Regions from separate parts of the Mus musculus genome. Here all the other regions are linked to region 3. The links are chromatin contacts, called in public Hi-C, HiChIP or PLAC-seq and promoter capture Hi-C maps. All regions are on one chromosome and are shown on one strand. The core of a region is the stretch at or near the end of the contact, and the rest is flanking DNA. Distances in the headings are between cores, read along the strand shown. Region 1 overlaps Crygn (crystallin, gamma N). Region 2 has its middle 30 kb from the start of Gm42234. Region 3 holds the start of Galnt11 (polypeptide N-acetylgalactosaminyltransferase 11). Region 4 holds the start of 1700096K18Rik (RIKEN cDNA 1700096K18 gene).

The links. Hi-C and Micro-C count contacts between places; a contact is called where the count stands out from the background. HiChIP or PLAC-seq counts read pairs in DNA pulled down with a chosen protein or histone mark. Capture Hi-C pulls out chosen DNA fragments and counts their contacts.
Region 1: a Hi-C map of CD4 T cells shows a contact between it and region 3, with 4 times the contacts expected there. The contact joins the enhancer-like site here to the promoter of Galnt11 in region 3. A contact is called at or near these places in 2 of 484 Hi-C or Micro-C datasets (CD4 T cells and the HPC-7 cell line) and 1 of 9 other capture datasets (adipose tissue).
Region 2: an H3K27ac HiChIP or PLAC-seq map of embryonic stem cells shows a contact between it and region 3, with 2.8 times the contacts expected there. The contact joins the enhancer-like site here to the promoter of Galnt11 in region 3. A contact is called at or near these places in 1 of 39 promoter capture datasets (neural stem cells), 3 of 115 datasets of contacts at active chromatin or transcription factors (all in embryonic stem cells) and 2 of 9 other capture datasets (embryonic stem cells and liver).
Region 4: a promoter capture Hi-C map of liver shows a contact between it and region 3, with 2.1 times the contacts expected there. The contact joins the promoter of 1700096K18Rik here to the promoter of Galnt11 in region 3. A contact is called at or near these places in 5 of 39 promoter capture datasets (the C10 cell line, cranial neural crest, hippocampal neurons and 2 more), 3 of 484 Hi-C or Micro-C datasets (natural killer cells, pre-B cells and spermatogonial stem cells), 2 of 115 datasets of contacts at active chromatin or transcription factors (embryonic stem cells and memory CD8 T cells) and 2 of 9 other capture datasets (adipose tissue and liver).

The regions. Positions count from the first base shown.
Region 1 is chr5:24,749,217-24,754,897 of GRCm38.p6, forward strand. It overlaps Crygn (crystallin, gamma N), which reads right to left. Exons shown (of 4, transcript NM_153076.3): 3 at 4,918-5,063; 4 at 1,786-1,973. The coding sequence ends at 1,838. Among named protein-coding and RNA genes, the nearest start is that of Gm33591, 5.0 kb to the right of the region's middle. Within about 2 kb of position 1,650, at least 295 of the 459 cell types and tissues checked have an H3K27ac peak or open chromatin away from gene starts, as enhancers often do. A contact at or near this core is called in the HPC-7 cell line and adipose tissue, where this site is marked.
Region 2 is chr5:25,667,821-25,672,879 of GRCm38.p6, forward strand. No RefSeq gene overlaps it. Among named protein-coding and RNA genes, the nearest start is that of Gm42234, 30 kb to the left of the region's middle. Within about 2 kb of position 3,496, at least 15 of the 459 cell types and tissues checked have an H3K27ac peak or open chromatin away from gene starts, as enhancers often do. A contact at or near this core is called in embryonic stem cells, where this site is marked.
Region 3 is chr5:25,220,360-25,225,976 of GRCm38.p6, forward strand. Galnt11 (polypeptide N-acetylgalactosaminyltransferase 11) reads left to right here and starts at 2,513. Exons shown (of 12, transcript NM_144908.4): 1 at 2,513-2,672.
Region 4 is chr5:25,526,912-25,532,079 of GRCm38.p6, forward strand. It overlaps 1700096K18Rik (RIKEN cDNA 1700096K18 gene), which reads left to right and starts at 3,107. Exons shown (of 1, transcript NR_027388.1): 1 at 3,107-4,555.

The sequences.
Region 1 (5,681 bases), core at 400-2,899, 470 kb before region 3:
TGCGTGTAACAGATAGGTTTGCATTATTTCACAAAGAACAGGACTTTTGGTTTTCTCCCAAGCTCAAGTCAAATATCCTAATATATGCAAATGTGTTTCAGTGTAGGGGCAATGGGTCTGAATCCTGCTTGCTATGTCATACCAAGCAAGTTACTTAGCTGTCTTAGTCTAACCATCTCATTTGTCCAGGGGTGATAAGAAGCACGGGTGTCTCTGTATAGATCAAGTAAAACTGCATGAATTATATCTACTGAAGAGCCTGGTATAAAGTCAGCGCTCAATAAACACCCATAGTAATGCTATTCACAGTAAGCAAAAGAGTGTGAGACCCTTAGCCAGGGCCAGCTGGATTCTGCCCTCCTCTGATGTGTTAGGGGCTGGAGTGGATGGTTATGGAGGAGAAGGAAGGACAGACAGGGCCCTGTCTTCCTCCAGGAAGGCCTTACTCACTCATGGAAGCAAGCTGGCTGCAACTCTCCCACAAAGGGGTCTGCTCCTGTTCCTGAGCAACACGCAGGGTTGACTCGAAACAGACTCCCTTCCCAAGGGGTCCTTGGCCTAAGCCTCAAGGGGATGGAGGGTCCCTTGGGAGCTGTCAGTTTTCTGAGCTTTAGTGGCTTCTGGTGGAATGCAGTAGAGTCAGCAAGCCCTGGGGACTCATATGGCAGAGGATACGCCTGTGCTCTCTACCCAGAGGCTGCTTAACGTAGCTCTACCTAGAACAATCCTCTACTGTCCTGGGGTGACCCAGGGCCCTGAGTCATTCATCTTTGCCCTCTGCCTAGCCCCTGGTGACAGCATCACCTGTGTGAACGCAGTGATTTTTAATGATATTCTTTTTCTCATTTCCTTCGGTGTAGGGAGGTAGAGGAGGAAATGAGGCAGGAGAGGTGGGAGACACTGGTCAGGGAGGACCAGGGTCTACAGGCAGGGGCAGGGAAATAACCTGAGCCGCCATCTTATCTGGACAACCCCCCTCAAGGAGCCTTTCCTCTCTCAATGGGGAACAACGTTGGCATTCGAGGATGTGGACCCCTTTATCAGAAACCCCACTGCAGGGGTCTCCTCCGGTCTTCCATTCCCGGAAACGTGTTCTCCAGATTTACGCCCAGCCCCAAGGCGGACCGAATGTCTTGGAAAAGATCTGATGACAGGGAAGCTCTATAGAGTTGCTCCGGGAGCCGCGCAAAGGCGGAGGCTGAGTGATATCCTGCAGGGACAGTCGTTGTCTAGTGCCTCAGGACCCTGATAGCTTCTTCCAGGTCTCCATTCCCCGGATTCCAGGGGCATGACTCCGCCCTTCTCTATCACCTGGCCTCTCCCTCCCAAATCAGCCAGGACTCTTCCTCTTAGCCAGCCCCTCCCTTCCCCTGGCCTTCCTCTCCCCCACCCCCAGCTCCCCCACGCCTCTTTCCTCCTGCCCCGCCCCTCTTCTTCTCGCCCCCACCGCTTCCCAGCAAGCAAGCTTCCTCTTCTCCCCCACCCCGCCCTTCACCTTCACCCCCTTTCCCATCCCCATTTTTCATCCTCCTCCCACCCCCACCCCCGCCACCTCGCCCCTCCTCTCGGGCGTGGCCCCCTAGCAGGAGAAAACAGCCTGCCTGCGTCCTGCTCGCGGGCGCCCTCGTGTGGCCTTGGGCCCCGAGGCGGCTGCTGCTCTGGCTAGGCTTTGGCGGGGGAGGGAGTTAGTTGGCTTCCTTGCTCCAGCAGGCTTCCTTCCCCCTGCCGGGTTGGGGCCCGCCAGCCGGTGAGAGGCCTAGAAAGCACTCCGAGGCCCGCCAGCACTCCGCTTTCTGGATATTTATTGCCTCCGTGGGTCGCACGTACGCAGTTGGGACTAGAAGAAGTTGAGCACCCGGCGGAGCGACTGCACGCGTGCGCTGTGGGCCCCCCAGTCGGAGAAGCAGCGGTAGTCTCCTCTCTCCAACACGTACATGCGGCCGCGGTAGTTTGGCTCCTCATAGAGGACCCACCTGAAGGGCAGAGGAAGGGCGAGTCACCCGGAGGGAACCACACGAGGACGCTTCCCCGGCCCCGGCCCCGCCCCCGCCCCTCGGTCCTAGCTCCTCACTACCTTGATTGACGATATCTGATTCGGGCTTGGTGCTGGGGTTCGACAAGATGGGGACTGCCCAGTAATTGACCATCCCATGACAAAAGCGAGAGCGACTGGGGATGCACTATGCCCAGTCACCCACCAAAGGGCCATTTTTGCACAGAGTACCCAGCTCTTGACAGGACGCCTGACACAAACTGGGGACCGTTCCCACTGTGTATCCACTCAGCCAACAGCCGTGGCGGTGCCTGTGCTCTAGTACAAGTGGGCTGTGCTGCCTGCGTTGTACAGAGGATCTGGAGCTGGCAGGACAGGAGGTCTGACAAGAGCGCCCTTGTGTTGGGGGATTTGGGGGGAAGGTGTGTACCAGGCCCCTGTCCTTTACAACCCAGTGGACCAGGGAATCAGGAAGATTAACTGGGAAGATCGGATGGGTGGTCTCTTCCTGGGAACAGGCATAAGGAAAAGGTTCTTAATAAGTATAGAGGTGTAAATGTGGGACCCAGGGAGAGTCGTCGTGTGGACGCTCTCACTTGGGGCTCAGGTTTGGAGGCTGGCCTAAGGGAGCTAGGAAGTCGGGGAGGAGGAGCCGCCAGGCCTGCCTGCACCAGAGGGCTGTCTCTGTCTTTACCTCGGGCTCTCCCCTCCCCCTCTTTCACTAGAGTAGAAAACAGCTTTTCTCTGGGGCAGGACTCCCTCGGGCGTGCTCGGGTGCTCACGGCCTCTTGAGGAGATGGCTGAGATCCAGGTTGTAGTATTACTCTGACCTCTCTTCTCGGGGAACCTCCCTCCCGCGATGTGCCTAGGCAGTTCCTACTCAGTCCCAAACTTCTCAAATTCCCTCCCAGGGAGTGTCCTTGCCTTTCTGCTTGCAGACAGCTCAGCCGAGAGAGAGGGGGAGGGGGAGGGGGAGAGGGAGAAACTAAAGGTCACATAGCTCACTTCCTTTTCCTTAGCCCTTAGCTCTTCCACTCCAAGTCATCGTAGGCCCCTCCCTTCATCATCTTGACCCCTCAACTGGTAAATGGTACAATCTGACAGTAGGGTCAGGGATTGGAAACTAAGGGGTGTGTGTGTGGGGGGGTGTCATGCTAGGGACGAGCAGATCACTTCCTTACAACCACAGCCTTCCACCACATAGCTAGAGTCTCCAAGAGAGTGAGCCAGTCTCTATTCTGTACTGCCCTGAGCCATCTTGGAGCTCTTGTGGACATTCTGAAAGGAAAAGGGACCTGGCTGGTGTGACAGCTAATCCTGCGCATCCTTGCTCACCTAGCTGCAACTCTTAGAGGAAAGCAACAGAGAAGGGGTCTCTGGGGAGGCGGCTCAGCAGATAAGAGCACTGGCTGCTTGTCCAGAGCCAGGTTTGCTTCTCAGCACCCACACTGCAGCTCTCAACTGTCTGTAACTCCAGGTCCAGGAAATTTAATGCCTGCTTCTGACCCCACCGGGCATGCATGTGATGCACAGACATGCATGCAAGTAAGACAAATGTATGGAAATAAAAATCATTTTTAAAATTTAGAGGGGGGGGCGCTCAGTCTGTTGGAGTGTTGGGGGATGTCCCTGCTTTTCCTGACATGCCTCCTAGGACACAGGTATGAGGGACCGTTCACTCCTGAGCTGACATGGAACCCACAAGGAACAACACTCTTGGCACAGGGAGGTGGTTGAGGAGCCCTGCTTTACTGCTGGCCGGATCCCAGAAAGGGCACCAGGGACCCAGGGCATCACCGTTTTCGAAGCTACTTCTGCACAAGACTTATATCACATAAGAGTTAAGGTTATCAAAGATAAGAACACTCTGGATCCATCATCTTGGCCTCAACCTCCTGGCCACTGAGACTGGCTCCTCCCTGGAAAGTGGAGATTATATTCTCTTCCATCCAGTGTCCACTCCTGCCTTCCCTCCCTCAGGCTCCCAGGGTTGCTAGGAGGATTCTGTCTTGGGTCTCCTGACATCTCCCATACAAAAGTATGCCTCTGATCTCATGAGACACAACTTAGCCTGGGAATTTCTCAAGGCAAATTGTTTTGGACTCCTACCCCTGGACTCTCGGGTATCATCTGCTTGGGGGAGGGGGTCAGGTAAGATGGTAGCTAGGGCTCTGCTTTGAGCACATTTTGTCTCCCTTCATCCTTTCCTTGACCCCCTCCCCGAAGGGTTTGATCCTGAACCTCAGAAATTCCATGGGAGCTGATTCCCCACACCAACCCTGTGCAGGGAAGCTGGGATCCTGTGGGGCTCTTCTGCTGGGGGCGGGGGGAGGTTGAAGGGTACCCAGCTCTAGGGTAGAAGGGGCTCCCCTAGGCTGCAGTCCCAGCAGGGCTTCTGCTGTGGAAAGAAAGGCTCTGGAGTTGACTGCAGTCAGTTTGTGCTTCTATAAAATGGTGATGGCTTCTCCAGAATGGGCAGGGAAGATGGGAAGAGAGTGTTGAGTGTTGAGCCCCATCTGTGTGTGCACAGGCAGATAGTTCAGGCGAGGGCAGGAGAAACCCCAGGTGAGGGGCGCCTGCATGTGTACAATGGGCAGGTGCGCCAGGAAGCTGCCCCACAAGGCAAGCACCGGGTCTGACAGATGCCTTGGACTAGCGAAGACAGGCACAATTCCCAGACACTCTCATCCATCCTAGGAGAGCCCCTTGAAGCCCATCTCCAACAAGTTGGTGTGGGCTGTAAGCCACCAGGCAGAGAGGCCCAGGCCCAGGGTTATCCGAGCTGAGAAGATGGACCTTCTCTGAGCAGGTGACGCTGCTGTGTAAGTTGGCACCCCAGGAAGCTGGGGTTCTCGTGAGTCACCCACAGGGTCTGATGGCTATCCACCCTACCAAGCCTGTCTGGAAGCCCCAGCTGTACTCACGCTCCGTCCCCATACACCTTGATGGCGTTGACACAGCTCTTGGCCCAGCCCCGGCTCTGCAGGAAGGGGCAGTCCTCCACGAACTCTAGGCACTGGCCCGTGAAGTTGCAGCCCTCGAAGATGTCTATGCGGAAATGCTCTCCATGCTCCAGGACAGGTGGGGAAGAAAAGCAGTATTTCAAGTCTCCCCCATGCATGGGTGGAAAGGAAAGTGGGAGACTCCTGGCCCTGGGCTAGACTGGAGAAACAGTGAGTTCTCCCCATCCCAACACACACACACACACACACACACACACACATATACTGGTTTTTTCCCATGAGTCCATGAGATGTGGTGGAGAAAGGGTTCTATTACAACTAAGGACCCAAGATTCAGTGAGGGCAAGGCTGCCTAGAAACCAGCACACTAGTCAGAGCTGGGGGTCACTGGCTCCCCTCAGGCACTCAGCTTAGGGGGCTCATGCCCCAGTTTTGGCTTCTCACCCTCAGTTTCAGGCCATGAGCAGGCAGGCCTTCAATTTATAATATTTTTAAAGTGTAATAGAATCCTTTAGGAATGCTGCGCCAAGACAGCTAAAACAATGCCTCTCATTTGTTGAAGTCTCTACTGGCCCTAAGATTCACCATAATTCAATAGCACCAGTACATACTGTGTGACCCAGAGGACAGAGGGGGCTCTCTCACAACTGGCCAGGTGCCTGTGAAGCCTGGGATGTCTCTGACAAGAACAGTCTTCAGAAGACGGCTTGTATATTTTTCATATA
Region 2 (5,059 bases), core at 2,246-4,745, 450 kb after region 3:
TCACTGGCCAAGTCTAGAAACCAGCACTGGTCTTCTCACACTGCCACTTCCTACATTTTCCTTCTCATCTGCTTCCAACGTGAATTTCTTGCAAACAAGGTGTAACTCATTCGTTTCCCCAGCGGAACCCTAGGTCTGGCGGAGCAGCAACAGTGGTACCCGGTACCGGAAAGGTAATTGTTCCATCTTTATCTGTGCTCTTTATCGGAGACTCAAAGCTGACAGTTTATAGTCCATCCTGGAGGGAAGTCAAGGCAGGAGCTCATGGACAGGCCATAGAGGAGGACCGGCTTGCCTTCTATGGCTTGCTCAGCCTGCTTTCATACACAAACCAAGGCCACCGGGTCCTCCACACCAATCATGAAAATGCCACGCACACTTGCCCACAGGCCAGTGTGGGAGAGACATTTCCTCAACTGAGGCTCCCTCTTCTCAGATGACCCCAGCTTGTGTCAAGGTGACAGACAACCAACCAGGACAGAAGCCAAGGCAGGAACCTGGAGGCGGAGAGCATGGAGGACTCTGCTTACTGGCTTGCTCTCCCTGCTTGCTCAGCTACTTTTCTCATCCAGAGCCGGCCCACCAAGCCCCCCCCCCCCATAGCAATTAAGAAAACGCCCTACAGACATGCGCACAGGCCTTATGGAGGTGCACCCTCTGCTAGGTCTTCTCTGACATGCGCACAGGCCTTATGGAGGTGCACCCTCTGCTAGGTCTTCCCTGACATGCGCACAGGCCTTCCCTTCCTGGGAGGATCTAGGCTTGAGTGGTGAAGGAAAAGCAAGCGGGTGGCACAGGATGGGCTGCTTAGACTTACTATGTCTGCTCTTGTGCTTTAGTTTCGCAGTTAGTGTGGGCGAATTCTGAACACCCAGAACCTCAGAGTTCAGAAACCATGGACCTCGCTTTACAGGAAGCCCCTGCATCTCAGAGCTCTGGCAGTGAGGCAGGGTAACTCAGGGGGCTGAAGGGCTCCCAGCCTTTCACTTTCCTTGGGGGGCACAGCTCCCTAACTATTCTCTCACTCTCCGTGGTGGGGCACACTCCCTAACTATTTTTTTGCTCAGCACTGATTCCAGTTTCCTTATCAAGTCTTGTAGTTTTATCTAATGAACACAGAATCTTCTTAAAAGCCATGGTTTCAGACTAGAGTGATGGCTTGGTGGTTAGGAGCACTTGTGGCTGGGGCAGAGGGCCAAAGTTCCATTGCGAGCATCCACATTGTTGCTCACAGCCATCCTTAACTCCAGTTCCAGGGAATCTGACAACCTCTTCTCTCACCAGGCACAAACATGGCACATATATGCATACAAACACATACACACACACACACACACACACACACACACAACATATATATGCATATACACACATGCAGGTAGAACACTCATGCACATACAAAAAGAAATGAAAACAACAACCAAAAGCCATGCTTTCCTTTGCAGTAAATAGGATTCTAGATTTGAAAATGCTCCACCCACCCTGTGAGGACAAGTGACACCAGACTGAAGCACTGATGATAAACAATATTACAGGAGGGACCAGCAGGGGACAGCTCAGTGAATAAAGGCTCTTGCTGTGTAAGTGTGGGACCTGCGTTCTAATCTCGAGAGCCCACAGAGAAGCCGAGGGAAGAGCATTTGTAATCCCAGTGCTGCTGTGGGGAGATGGGAGTCTGAGAAGGAGATTCCTCAGAAGATCTGGGGCCAGCTTGAAAACAACCTATCTCAAACAAGATGGAAGGTTGTCCTTGGATCTGCACACAAGTGCTATGGCATGTATGCTGCCACATGCACACAGGAATGCACACATACACACACACATCATGTACACATGCTCCTCTTTTCTCACCATGTATACACACGTACACACACCATCTATATACATGTGCGCACATACACACCATGTACACATGCTTCTCTCTTTCTCACCATGTATACACACGTACACACACCATTTATATACATGTACACACATACACACCATGTACACACACACACAGGTCCTTGAGAGGCTGAGGCAGGATGATCGCCACAAATCTGAGGCAAGACAGGGCCACACAGTAAGTTTCAGGCCAGCTTGGACTACAGTGGAATACCTTGTATAACAAATTGGTTGGGGCCAAGGATGTAGAGGACCTGAATTCAGATCCTAGAACTCTTATTAAAAAGCTGGGCAAGGTAGTGTGCGATTATAATTCCAGCATTGGAGGCAGAGATAGAGGATGTCTCTCTAGCCAGGCAGCCCAGGCTAAATAGTGAGTCCAAGCGAGAGACCCTGCTTTTCTCTTAGGGAAAACATATACACAAATGAGTTCTTGCCTCCACCACACACAGGTGCACCTCACCACAGGAACACACACACACACACACACACACACACACACACACACACACAGAGGTGTGGGGAGAGGAATGTTGGACATGCTTAAAGGGGTTCATTCTTCCTACCTAGAGGGCAACTTCAAAACTCAACATTTTAAATCCTGGCACAGCACTCCTCGACGTTTAACTGAAGACAAGTGTTACAAAAATTCCTTCCCAGGTCCCCCATACCTCCCCAAAATTCATTCTGGGCAACCAATGAATTCACTCGGCTTCCTAATGAAGCATAGGTGGAGGGTCATTTCTGGGTGTCTGTGAGTCACACTGCAGTCTTTACCCAGCAGGGATGAGGGCTTCCCCATAGCACATAGAGCCCCTGTGCTGGTCTTTCTAACCTATACACTCTAGCCCTTTCCTGAGGTCAATTGTGTTTTCTTGATTGAGACAGGGTCTTATCATGTAGTAGCGCGTGATGGCTTGGAACTAACTCTGTAGACCAGGCTTGCCTCAAGCTCAGAGATCTGCCTGCTTCTGTCTCCGGAACACTGTGATTAAAGGTGCGCACCACCCTACCAAGCCGTATGATGTGGCTTTTCAACATCTGAGAGAACACTGCCTACTTCATGTGGCCAAGTGTTCTCCATAACATGGTGTGTTTAGGTTTAGCTCTCACATGTAGGATCTGAATTACCTTTACATTTGCAAACTTCAGAAAGGAGAACGTTTCTTGCTGCAGAAATGCAGTGAAGTATTCCAAAGGCCCTGGGAACCCTTGTCTGTGAAGTGAGGATAAAAAAGCGATGCTTACTGGTTTGACTAGTTTCTTTTTTATTTTTAATTATGGATGAGCACGTGTGGTATGTACACATGTGTACAGGTGCTGGCAGAGGCCAGAAGAGGGCGTTGGAGCTCCTGGAGCTGGAGTTAACAGGTGGCCATGATGAGCCTTCCCAAGTGAGTATGAGTACTCATTGCCAAACTTGGGTCTTCTGCAAGAGCAGAGTCTCCAGCCCCTTGTTTGACTCATTTCAAATGAGGTGAATTTGTTTCTGCAGAGAACCTAAGAATCCCTTTTCTAATGGCGATCTGCTTGTCCATTACAATACCTCATTGTTCTAAAGGAAGGTGGCTGAGTCCTATTTTGCATGGTAAAATAGCAGCTCTGTGGGCTAGTACAGAAACAAAGAGGCATCTCTAGAATAGATCACAGAGCAGCCTCAGAGTCTGGGGCACCACATTGCCCGTGGAATCTTTAGGAGCCATCAGACTAATTCCAGAGCACCGTCCAGGAGCCTGGAAGAAAGGCATAGTCCCAGGTCCTGGGTGTGAAGCTAAGCCGTGTGCATTTGAGCAGGAACCCGGGCTCATTTGCACAGCCACTGAGCTTAGGACTACTGCTGCAAAACAGCAAGACCTGAACCCCAAGTGCCCACGTGGTCATGAGTACTTTGTCCTAGGAAGTATCTGGATCGGGATTTACGGTCACATAGCAAAGCAATCCCTTCTGATCTGTGTTAGGTCACAGCGACTTTAACTACTCAGTCAAGGGCTATTTATTATATTCTTCTGAGCCAGGTTCCAAGACACGTGTTACATATACGAAGATGTGTATTTTACCCTTAGTTTCTATAACTTAGTTTCTAGACAGGCTAGCCTGGAGAGAGGAAGTGGTCCCAGATATCGTGTTGGACTTGTCCTTCAGTGCTGAAGTTCCGCGGTGTGCCGCCCACCACGCACCGCCGTGCCAGCTTCCCTGGAGGATAGAACCCAGGGCCCCCAGCACACCGGGCAAGTGCTCCAGCACTGAGTCATAGCCCCGCCTCTAATACTTTAATTTAATAGACCTTATTAGATTTTAGCATGAAGAGTAGGACATGTTGCTTTAATAAGCCTCTCACTCACCCAAATGTGAAATGCATGTTCTCATACGAAACCAGGTTTGTTCTCTCTCTCCGCACCCTGCTCTTCATTAGATGAGTCCAATTTAAATGGCACATTGAACATTTAGAATAGTTCCAGAAGCGCTCTGCTAAACACATGCAGCTACAAAGCTGAGCACAACATTGAGCACGGGGGGAGGGGGGGGGGGAACACACGACAATTGTGGGCGTGGACGGCTGAAAACTGCGGCTTGCGCACGTGCACGCGTGCGCGTACACGGAGAACCCCACCCTCGTGATCTCAGGGCAATCGAACAGTGTCGCTGGCCAGAAACAATCTGCTTCCTAACTCTCCAGCCAACAGCCACGACTGACTGAGAGCCTCCTATGCAACAAAGCAACAAACTCGGTGGAAGCTATAAAAGTATAGGATTGAAAACTAGTTCTCTTGGAACTAACTGGGAGGTTAGCCAAGTGAGTACACAAGTCTCAAATGGAGGATACTGTTAAGTTTGCAGGCGTTAGCTCTGTCAAGGAGGATCAGAGAGGCCTCAAAGGACATGAAGGATTTGAGCCAGGCCGTTTATTTAGTTTTGTTTATTGAGTTAGGGTCTCAGATAGCTGAGGCTGGCCTTGAACTTGCTCTGTACCTGAGGCCTCTTGCCTCTACCTCTCAAGTGCCGGGATTCAGCCTTGAACAGCTCAGTAGACTAAGTTAAAGAAAATCATAGAGCCCATGATTTTCAGTCCTGAGGGAGACAGTCGCTCTCATGGGTCGCTCCTTTAGAAATGTTTTCTTGTGAGTTTGGGGTATCTGGGATTTGGGTCTGAGGTCTAGATCTGTCACTGTCCCAC
Region 3 (5,617 bases), core at 1,263-3,762:
GAGTTGTGGGCATAAGGACCTCAACAGTAGAGAAGTACGCTGTCTCACAGTTCAGATGCTGGTGTATGACTGACTGGGATAAAGTGTATTGGTTGTGATTATTTGACCAGTTCACTTGGCTGTGACAGTCCATGGGAACCTGCTCTCTGCTCTCGGAGCTTCCACCAGCCTCTTGGGCTGAAATGGTTGCCTCAGGAAAGTGTTCCCAGAGAGCCATGATTGGTGTATCGTGGCTGAGGTGAATCAAGTTCCTTTCTTGCCGCCAGTGTAAGTCGGTGACTTCCTGGCTTGGCTGGGTTCCTAAGTGTCTGATGTTCATGGCACCTTGGCAGGGTGTCTCAGGTCCCATGTGTTCCAGCCAGGTTCCCCAAGTGCTCCCACTGGCTTTTATATCCTGTGCCGCTCTTCTTTTCTGCTTCTATTTTCACATCTTTGCCCTCTGTTCTCTAGTCTGTGACCCACAGCTTTCCCAAGGCTTCTTCAATTATGTCCTGCTTTTCTCTAAGAAGCTCTGGGCCCTGCAGGGACTGGGACAGAAGCAGCTAGTCTCCTGCCTGCCGTGTCCACAGACTCCCCAATGCTAGAGAACTTCTCTGGGGTTTGGAGAATGCTATAGAGTTCACCCTAGAGAAGGTGAGTTTAAGAAGGCCAAAGAGGGGTAATTCACAAAATCTACAAAGAAAATTCTGGAAGAAACATACTGAAAGGACGAAAAAGGAGGAAATGCCTGACAGGGATGCCCCCACAGCCCATGCAGGCACAACCTACCTGCTCTCTCATCACTGCAGTGGTGTTTCTTATGGGTTCCTAGCAGGACTGAGCTCGAGGATGCTCACCGCGGTCCTGTATTTTGTAAGCTTCACCCATTTGAGGATCCTAGTAAACTGGCTAAATCTTCACTTCCACTTTGATGGATTTGAAATTACCTAGGAAACATTCCTGTTCTGGGCAGGTCTTTTTTTGTTTTGTTTTGTTTGTTTGTTTTTGAGACAGGGCTAATCTGTGTAGCCTTGGCTGTCCTGTAACTAGCTCTGTAGATCAGGTTGGCCCCAAACTCATATCCACTTGTCTCTGCTGTCCTTCCCAGTGCTGAGATAAAAGGTGTGTGGCAGCACTGCCTTGCTCTGGCCATGTCTTTGTGGTTTCCTGAGAGGTTTAGCTGAGTAAGGAAAACCTACCTGGAATGTGGGTGGCCATGGAGCAGGGATCAAATAAAAAGAAAAAAACAAAACAAAACAAAAAAACAAAACAAACCAGGTTGTAAGATGAGCACCAGCCTCTCTGGGCCTCCTGAGGGTGAAGTGTCACAGGCTACCTTAGACCTCTGCTTGCCATGGCTTACCCACCACAGCAGAGGCTGTACCTCACACTGTGGCCAAAATAAACCCTTAAGTAGTTTCTGTCAGGAACGTTGTCACACATACAGGAACAATAGCAGACACATGGTTATGGCATGACAATGCTTCTGTTCTATTGCCCTCTCGTGAGAGAGTCATCCCTTAAACAACCATGAGTTCCCGTTAAGATGCTGTGTGGACAAGAATGGGAACTATGAAAAATGCTTTCTTTGGCATTGAGCAGCAACTGTTTGACTGAGGGCAATGGCCATGGAAGGACACAGATAAGGGCCATCAGGATTTCAGCCTTAAGGATAGACCTAGGTAACCTCACAGAGCATCCTACAGCCTCACAATACTAGTAAGTATTTGGCAGGGCCACATATGAGTTAATTTTGTGCCACTGTGTTGACAACTTAAAGGGAAAAGAGTTATTTTGGTTCATGGTTACTGAGGGTTTATTGCATGGTTGCTTGGCCATCGCATTTGAGCAGAACATCAGGATGACAGCAGTATATGGGGTAGGTTATTTACTTCATGATGGGCAGGAAGCCAGAAGGAGACTTGGACAATTGGACCAGGTAAGACCCTCGGACATCCCTGATCCTTCTCCCTCTAGATTGACCCCCACCTCCAAAAAGTTTCTACAATCTTTGGCAATTGCACCACCAGCAGGCACCAAGCTCCACATAAGCCCCAGTGGGGCATTTCAAGTCAAAGTCGGTCACCACAGCCAGTTAATGCAGGAGGGAAGTATCCTGGGTTAATGCTAGCTAGAACAATTTATTGGTTCAGGAGATGCTGCTTTCTTAAAAATAAGGGACGCAGAATTTTCTCCTTACATATGTCCCATTGCTCTACCAGACATCACGGATTTAAAAAAAAAAAGTCTTGGCTGAATAGCATGGTGAGATAACAGGATTAATATAGATACCCGTCAATGTAAAGCAGCATTAATGGACCAACTACCAAAACCTTACCATTCTGTTTGATCTGCTAAATTTCCTCACATTCTCTCCAAGAAAAAGTCGTCCCCTCATCTAAGCTTCTCTCTGGAGTGAACTTCACTAAGGCCCTATGGGACAGAGCTCAGCTCCACACTGGGCGGGGAGGAGCCCGGGCCTCGTGACGCCAGGCCGCGGGCGGTGACGTCATCCTCGGAGGCGAGGGCGTGCGTGCGGTGACGCGTGCCGTGACGCGAGGGCTCCGCAAGGCTGCGTGTCGTGGGCCGCGTCGCGCGCCGCGGCTCGTGCGGCTCGGCCCGGGCTGTGGCGGGAGCGGAGATGCCGCAGCCCGTGCCCTGGAGCGCCGCTATCCCGGCCTGCGGGTGTCGCGGTGAGTAGCCGGCCCGCGGCGCTTGACCCCGCGCGGCCTACGTCGGCGCCTGAGCGTGGGCTGCGGCCTGAAGGGACGCGGCTGCTGGAGCAGGCTTGGTGGCCTGGGAGGCCAGAGCTGCTTCCGGATTCAACAGCAGTGATGGGTACTGCGCATGGCCGTTCTCTCGGTGGCCGTAACCTCCAGCCAGTGTTGTGATTTACTAGAAAAAAATACCGATTTTATCTTTATTGCTGTTATTACGGTCAGGATTTAGACCGCGTCGGTACAGGAGGCTGGAAGACAGAAAGGATGCATGTTTCTTTGCAGTATGCTTGTTAAAAAAATTACCTTTTATGGTTTTCGTACACCCCAAACTAGTGCTTTAAATATAAATATAGGAAGACCCGCCACCTGTCTGTCAGATCTTGTCCTTTTACTTTGAGAGCCATCATGTTGGTTGGTTGCTTATCTTCAAACAAAAAATGAGACCCTGGAGACGCTTTCTAGTCCGTGGGCCCAACAAAACAGTTACTTCAAACTTATTTCTTCTTTTATTTGAAATAATGCTTTAAGAAAAACAGGAAGTAAGCCTTTCTTACCCTCAGCATGTGCCTGCCACGGAGCTCTGCAACTGAAATGTCACCATACCGTAGTCTATAGTTTTCATTTGATGGCCCTGGAATCAAATCTCTAACATTTCTGTGCTGTTTCTTGCCAGGTTTCTTAACAATTTTATATTACTATTTTTCTTGTGAAGTATAATTAACATGAAGTTTATTGATTATTTTACTAGTATAGTTGAATGGCATCGGGTACATTCACAGTGTTGTCTTAACAGGCAGTGCCATATATTTCCAAAATCAATCACTCAGGACAGACATTATAACATAGGGCAGGGACTCCTGCTCTTCTTCAGTCTCTCAGTTTACCTGGTTTAGATACTTCATTTGAATTGGAATCCATGGTCTTTCCTTTATCTGTATCTGTTTGAGGCTATTCTTGGTTGTCAACTTGACAACCAAAAATGGCTAGACACAACTGTGAGAGATTTTTGCTGAATTAAATCATTTGAAGTGGGGAGAGCATTTCTAATCTGTATCTTTGAGGTGGGAAGATCCACCTTTAATCTAAGGCCACACCTTCTGCTGGCAGCCTTTACAAAGGCTATGGAATAAGGAAGCCCCCTCTTTGCCTGCTTGCTCTCACCCATACTTGAAAGTCCATATTCCTTCACTGGCATTAGAGCCTGTTTGTATGCTGGATTCCAGTGTATGCTGAAGAACAGCCGAGACTTCCAGCTTTGTGGATGAGCAACTAGATTCTTGGACTTGACATCAGTAGACGGCCATTGTTGGACTTGCGGGAGTACTCTAATAAATCCCCCCTCTCTCTATATGGAGAAATCCATTCTATAATTTCTGTTACTCTAGAGAATCCTGGCAAATAGTTTCTCTGCTTTCTGTCTTTGGAATGTCTATGGAAGGTTTGAATTGCTTAGTTCGTGTTTGAAAAGCACTGACTGCTGAGTCTGATGGCTCCACTTGTCTGGCTTGGTCTCCAGTGACCTTTATGGCCTTTCATATTGCTTGTCAGCACATCTTCTGGATGTACCTTGGAACCCTTCTTCTTTTTTTTTTTTTAATTTTTTACTAGGTATTTAGCTCATTTACATTTCCAATGCTATCCCAAAAGTCCCCCATACCCACCCACTCCCCCTTTTTGGCCCTGGCATTCCCCTCTACTGGGGCATATAAAGTTTGCAAGTCCAACGGGCCTCTTTTTCCAGTGATGGCCGCTTAGGTCATCTTTTGATACATATGCAGCTAAAGACAAGAGCTCCAGGGTACTGGTTAGTTCATAATGTTGTTCCACCTATAGGGTTGCAGATCTCTTTAGCTCCTTGGGTAATTTCTCTAGCTCCTCCATTGGGGGCCCTGTGTTCCATCCTTGGAACCCTTCGGAAGTCTTTTCCTAGGTTCTTCTCCAAAGTTCCCAGTGTCCCAGAGGATCTGTTCAGTATCTGTTCTCTGCACCTGCTCTTCCTTTGTTACGTAAACCTGCTCTGCATTGGTTTCTCTGTAGCTTCAGCTACAGTTCCCGTGTGTCTTAAGTTTCTGTGTGAAGCCTGGGTTCCAATGTGAAGGCATTGCCCTATCTTCAATGTACCAGCTCACCTCTGACCCTTGTTCTGGGTCATCAAGACTTGAAAGCTTGGTGCTATAGCCTCTTCTTCCTTAGGTGACGCCATTCATGCTGACCAGTATAGGTAGTTAGTTGGTCTTTGTTTTACCTTCCCCACTCAGTTTCACAGCCCAAGGTCAAGCCAAGATGGCTTCTCCTTGTGATTGTTGTCATTAACTCCTTGATTCTAAACATTTTCTCCCTCTATCCTAAACCGTTTTGTACACAGCTGTCAGGACTTCTTCCCTAAGCTGGGTAGTAGAATTGCATAAAGACACTAGCTAGCGATTTTCATCCCACTTCCCAATAGGGTCTCACTCTGTAGCCCAGGCTGGCCCGAACTGTTGTCACATTCTTCCTGCTACAGCTTCCCAAGTGCTGGGGTTGTAAATGTGAACTACCAAGTCCAGTTCATTCCTGACACGTTTATTCTTAGTGGCAGAGCTCCAGTCTGTTTTCCTACAATTAAACTTCCACTAGCTTTAAAGCCCTTACAATTCACTGACCTGTAAGTCTTTCAGGTGAGGCTAGGAATATGGCTCAGTGGTTAAGAGGAAGTGGTGTTCTTGCAGAGAAACCTAGTTCAATTCCCAGTACCCATGTTGGTGACTTGACACTGCTTGTGGGTCAGACACCTCTGGACTCTGCAGACCGTGTGTGTGTGTGTGTGTGTGTGTGTGTGTGTGTGTATGTGTATAATTAAAAATAAAAGTAAATCTAAAATAAAAATGTTTGGGTAATCTGCTTCATTTTACCAAATCCCTGAACCTACTCATGATATT
Region 4 (5,168 bases), core at 1,857-4,356, 310 kb after region 3:
GGTTGGTGCTACATTTAAACTCCAGGGCAGCTGCTCTAAAACTGTCCTAGCCAAAGCCTGTGTCATAGAAACACCAGACAGGTCCAGCCACTGAGAGAGTGCTGGAGTGGGGGAGGAGAGAAGAACCTCTTTTTACTGTGTTCCTGCCCTGTGGGATGACACTTATAACCACCTCCAGGGCAGCAGCTGGGATCCCCTCCCCCACTGGAACCAGCATCCAGCAGAGCCTGGAGCTGCCCTGGGGAAAGGGGGGCTGCCTGCCAAGGATCTGCCCACCTGGGGCCACCGCCAGGGCCCGGCCCGAGCCCGGGGCCCAGTCAGACTCTGCAGTCTGTACACAACCTGAAACAAAGTGGGCAAAAGGCTGTCCTTGAGTCCACATGCCTTAGTTCTTACTCTGCTCATCAAGAAATAACAGGAAATAAAGTAAGAAAATGAAAGAATCATAAACTGTTTACAAGAGTAGCTCCTCTCCCAATTCTTGTTCACAGGTGTGTCTACACCATGGGGTCCAGCCAATAGGAAGACTGGGTTGCCTGTTGACTGGATCCCATCTCATGGAAGCATTTGTTTATCCACTAAGCATTTGCTAAACCTGCCCTAGCAAATAGAAAGAGCCCAGCTTGGAGGGAGAAGGGGAACCAGCCATTTTAAGTAAACAAGAAGGCTTCAGATGGTGCAGCATGCTTTGAAGGAAGTAACTGGGAGAGGACAGAAAGTACCTGGTTGGGGGCAGGGAAAGGACCCATTTCAGATCAGCTGACACTGAAGGCTGGCCTGAGAAGTCAGAAGAGATGCAGCTCCACACACAAGCCCCGAAGCCTCAAGTGCAAAGTTGGAAATGGGAAGCCCTGAGGGAAGGTTCTCAGTGTGCCTGGACTGCGCAAGCTAGGCACCTACAGAGCTGGGCCTCCCCCAGCCAGGATCCCGGAGCTCTGCAGACCTCGGGATGCAACCTAAAAGGCCACTTCTGTCAACTGGAATGCCTTAATGAGCCTGACAGGGCAATCTGCGGAGCCTGACCTGCATGCACACAAGATCATCTACTTTAGTAATTTTGAAAAAGTCATGGGTGTGGAGAGGGAGTGGCAGAGTAAGTGGGTCAGGGTCTTCTGTGGCCCAGGCTGGCCTTGAACTCCTGATTTTACTCCAGCCTCCCCAGCACTGGGATCTCAGGCAAGACCACCACACTCAACAGCTGTTTTGTTTTTGAGCTGGTTTCAAATAGCTCATACTGACCTTGAACTCCCCATGAGGCTGGCCTTGAATTCTTCCTGCCCCCAAATCCCAAATGCGGAGAGTACCAGAATTACCACAGTGGGGATTAAGACAACCCCCAGAAGACAGGGTTTCAATGCACAGCCCTGACAGGCCTGGGATCTGTAACCCTTCCTCTGCTCACCAGCAAAGGCTAGGCCAGTTTCAAATTTCAACTAAATTTCTCTTGGAGACTACATTGCACTGTGCAGTTTTATCAGTTTATTTCTTCTCTCTCCCCTCCCCCTCCCCCCCACCCCTTGGTTTCTCAGTGTAGCCCTGGCTGTCCTGGAACTCACTCTTGTAGACCAGGCTGGCCTCAAACTAAGAAATGCGCCTGCCTCTGCCTCTCATGAGCTGAGATTAAAGGCATGAGCCACCACTGCCCAGCTTATTTCTATTCTCTAAAACGATTTAAAAAAGCTAGCTCAATTATAGAAAGTACACATGTAAATTTTAAATGTCAATATTGCATAAACAATGGAAATTTGACTGCTACTCAGGAAAGGCAGCCTATTATTTTTGGAGTAACAAATTTGGTCACTTTAGGAACTAAGTCCTGGGACTGCAAAGATGACTCAGGTTCACAGCTCTGGCTCTTCCAGAGGACTTTAGTTCAATTCCGAGCACCCACAAGGTAGCTTGCGACTGTAACTCCGACTGGAATCTAACATCCTTACACAGACATACAGGCAGGCAAAACACCAATGCACATAAAATGAAAATTAATTAAAAAAATTCAATCCCAGGGTGGAGAGATGAAACCTTCTGCAGAGGAGCCCCCAAGTTAGGTGGCCCACAACCAGCGGCTCCAGGAACCCAGCGGCCGCCCTCTCTGGCTTCTGCAGTCAAACCCCGTACCAAGGAACTAGCGAGTTCCAAACCAGTCAGAGATACAAAGGGAGAGGTGAGATCCTGTTTGAAGAAACCTCCAAACCTAAGACACACCCAAAGAAAAGCACTACCCCCACCACCATCAACAACAAAATGTTTGAATGATCTGGGCCGTCCAGTTCCTTTCTGGAACCAAAACCAGCTAATATTGATATTGACGTTTATCACTTAACCCCTCTCCCTGATTTCGAAATGAAGTCTGTTCCACTCAGCCGAATTTAAGGAGAGGTGTGAGGGAATGAAGGCGGTGTGCGTGGGGGCTGGGGAAGAAGGAGTTGAAAGGGGCGGGGTGCGGCGGGGTACAGAGGCAAATGTAGATCGCTGCTACATTGAGTTTGGGACCGGGACCAGGTATCGAGGCCCGGGCTCCCAGACCCAAAGAAAGCAGGAAGAAACGCAGCAAAGAGGGAGGGAAGCCGACAGAAACCGGAATGCCCACGGGAACAAACTCAACAGTGACCAGCTGGAATCCACCGCGGACCATAGGAGGCAAGGCGCCTGGCGCGAGGGGCCAATAGGAGGACGAGCCGAAAGAGGGGCGCTGCAAGGCCAACCCGAGGACCAGCAAGACTGGGGGCGGGGCCTCTGGGACGAAGCCAATGACTGGGAGAGCGGCCTGGGACGCGTGGCCAATGGCAGGGCGAGCTGGGTTGGGGCGTGGCCCCTGGTTTGAAGCCAATGGCAGGGAGTACAGCTTGGGCGAGGCCAGTGGGAGCTCGAGGGTGGGGGAGGAGCCAGACCCGGAAGACAGTGGGGGCGGGGAGCCGCGATGACAACCTGTCAAGTCCACTTCGGGACGAACTAGGTCACGCGCTTCTTGTAGCTCCGGCGCCCCCGCCCCGCGAGGCCCTGCGGGTGGCCCCGGGGCCGGGCCGCACCGCTTCCTCTTCCTGCCCGCGGGGGTGGGGGCGGGGCGGACACCTGCCGTTCGCCGGCCCGCTCCAGCCTTCGGGCTGCCGAAGGTCTCCTAGCCTTCGGGCCAGTGCCCGCCGATCCTCCGGGAGCCAGGTCCGCGATCTCCGGCGCCCGCCGTGGGCTCGGGAAAGCGCACAGCGCACTACTTGTCGCGGAGGGATCCGGCCCCTGAGTTACCTGTTCTCCACTCGGAGCTGACCTCGGTCCAAGGGCCCGCAAGTCCGCCTCACCGAGAAGTAATACAGGTTCGGATCCGCGCCGCCGACCTCACAATGGCGCGGGCGTCCAGCCACTGTCACGCAGCATCCCGTGCGATTATTCGCCCAGAGCCTCACTGCTTAGGGGACCACGGCGGGGCCCTTCTCCCTCTCGCTCATTCAGAAGATGAGAACGTCCCCGCACGACACAACGACGCTGTTTTAACAATACCCAACTAACTCTGCTCTTCCAAACTGCACACACTTAAAGGTGACATGGCCACAGACGCTGGGTTGCAATACTACGCTGGAATTCTGCACTAATTATTTAAAAGCTTTCTTACAGTACTACAGCGAAACGACCGGTTACAAACCTTTCATTTTCGTTCGAACACCGTACTCTAACCAATGGATATTTTGTGAATACTTCTATTCAGTATCTCTAGATTTTTAAAAAAAAAAACCCAAATGTAAAGAAAGACATTACCAAATGAGTGGTTCATCAGTGAAATAATTTGTTTTGCCTTTACATTTTAGCCTTTTTGGAAGGCACATTATTTGCAGTATACACAGATATAAATTTTGTACATTTAAAATAGCCTGTATAGCCTTTTTGTCGTTCTTTCTTGAAGCCCCTCCCACTCTGAAGATTCTTTCGCTTCTATTAATTTTAAGTCTGGTTAAAAAAATAGTGCTTGAGGCCATCCTGGTCTACAGAGTGAGTTCCAGGACAGCCATGGTTAAAAGAGAAACCCTGTCTCAAAAAAACCAAAACAAACAAAAAAAAAATAGTGCTTAAATTAAACATAAAAACAATTAGCATTTACATTTGAATAATGCTTCTTCATGTTTATTACCATGTACATTACTAGGAACTGGAAGTCCAATCTTGTAAAAAATTAAAATTCAAGACAGGCCTTTATAGTGAGGTTATTGTCTTTTCATTATAACTCATTTTTTACAGCCAGCTAATTTTCCAGAGGGAATTACTGTTCCTATCTTTAGTCAATTTGGTTAAGAATTCTTTGCCTTTAAATATATAAAAATGTTTGTGTATGATTTTATTTTTCTGTGAGAGCATTAAGGTTAGAGGACAACTTGTGGGCATGCTATTCTTTTACCTAGGAATGGAACGCATTTCCACCCTGTGACAGGGTCTCATGTATCCTTAGATAGCCTGGAACTCACCTGTATAGATCACATTGACTGAAATTTCAGAGATTCCTCTGCCCCTCTATTCCTGGGATTAAAGGTGTACAACACTGCCACCAGCATTAAAAATTGTCTTTATACGTCTCTGGTTTTTTTTTTTTTTTTTTTTTTTTTTTTGGTTTTTCGAGACAGGGTTTCTCTGTATAGCCCTAGCTGTCCTGGAACTCACTTTGTAGACCAGGCTGGCCTCGAACTCAGAAATCCACCTGCCTCTGCCTCCCAAGTGCTGGGATTAAAGGCGTGCGCCACCACGCCCAGCACGTCTCTGTTTTTACATTACCTATATGTAACTGTCCACTGAGGCCAGAAGAAAGTCGTGGATCCCTGGAGCTTGGGTTAATTCCAAAAGGTTGTACGCCAGCTTTTGGTACTGGGAAGTGATCTTGGGTCCTTGGAAGAAGCAGCAAGCACTCTTAACCCAGGAGACAGCCTCCTGGCCACACCTCCCTTTTGTTTTTAATTTCCAAGATTTTGAAGTCTTTTCCCATTGAAGGCTGTTTAATTCTTCCATCTCCTTGGGAATAGAACCCAGAACTTGCCCATGCGCAGTGCGCTGGTCATTCTTTACTGTCAGTTAATATTAAGCAGACTATACAACTACAAAGGTTTTCTTCCTTCAACAAAAAAAAAATACACCTTGATATTAGCAATAAGCAAAGTCAACAGTGTCAAAAACATGAGTATGAACTCCTG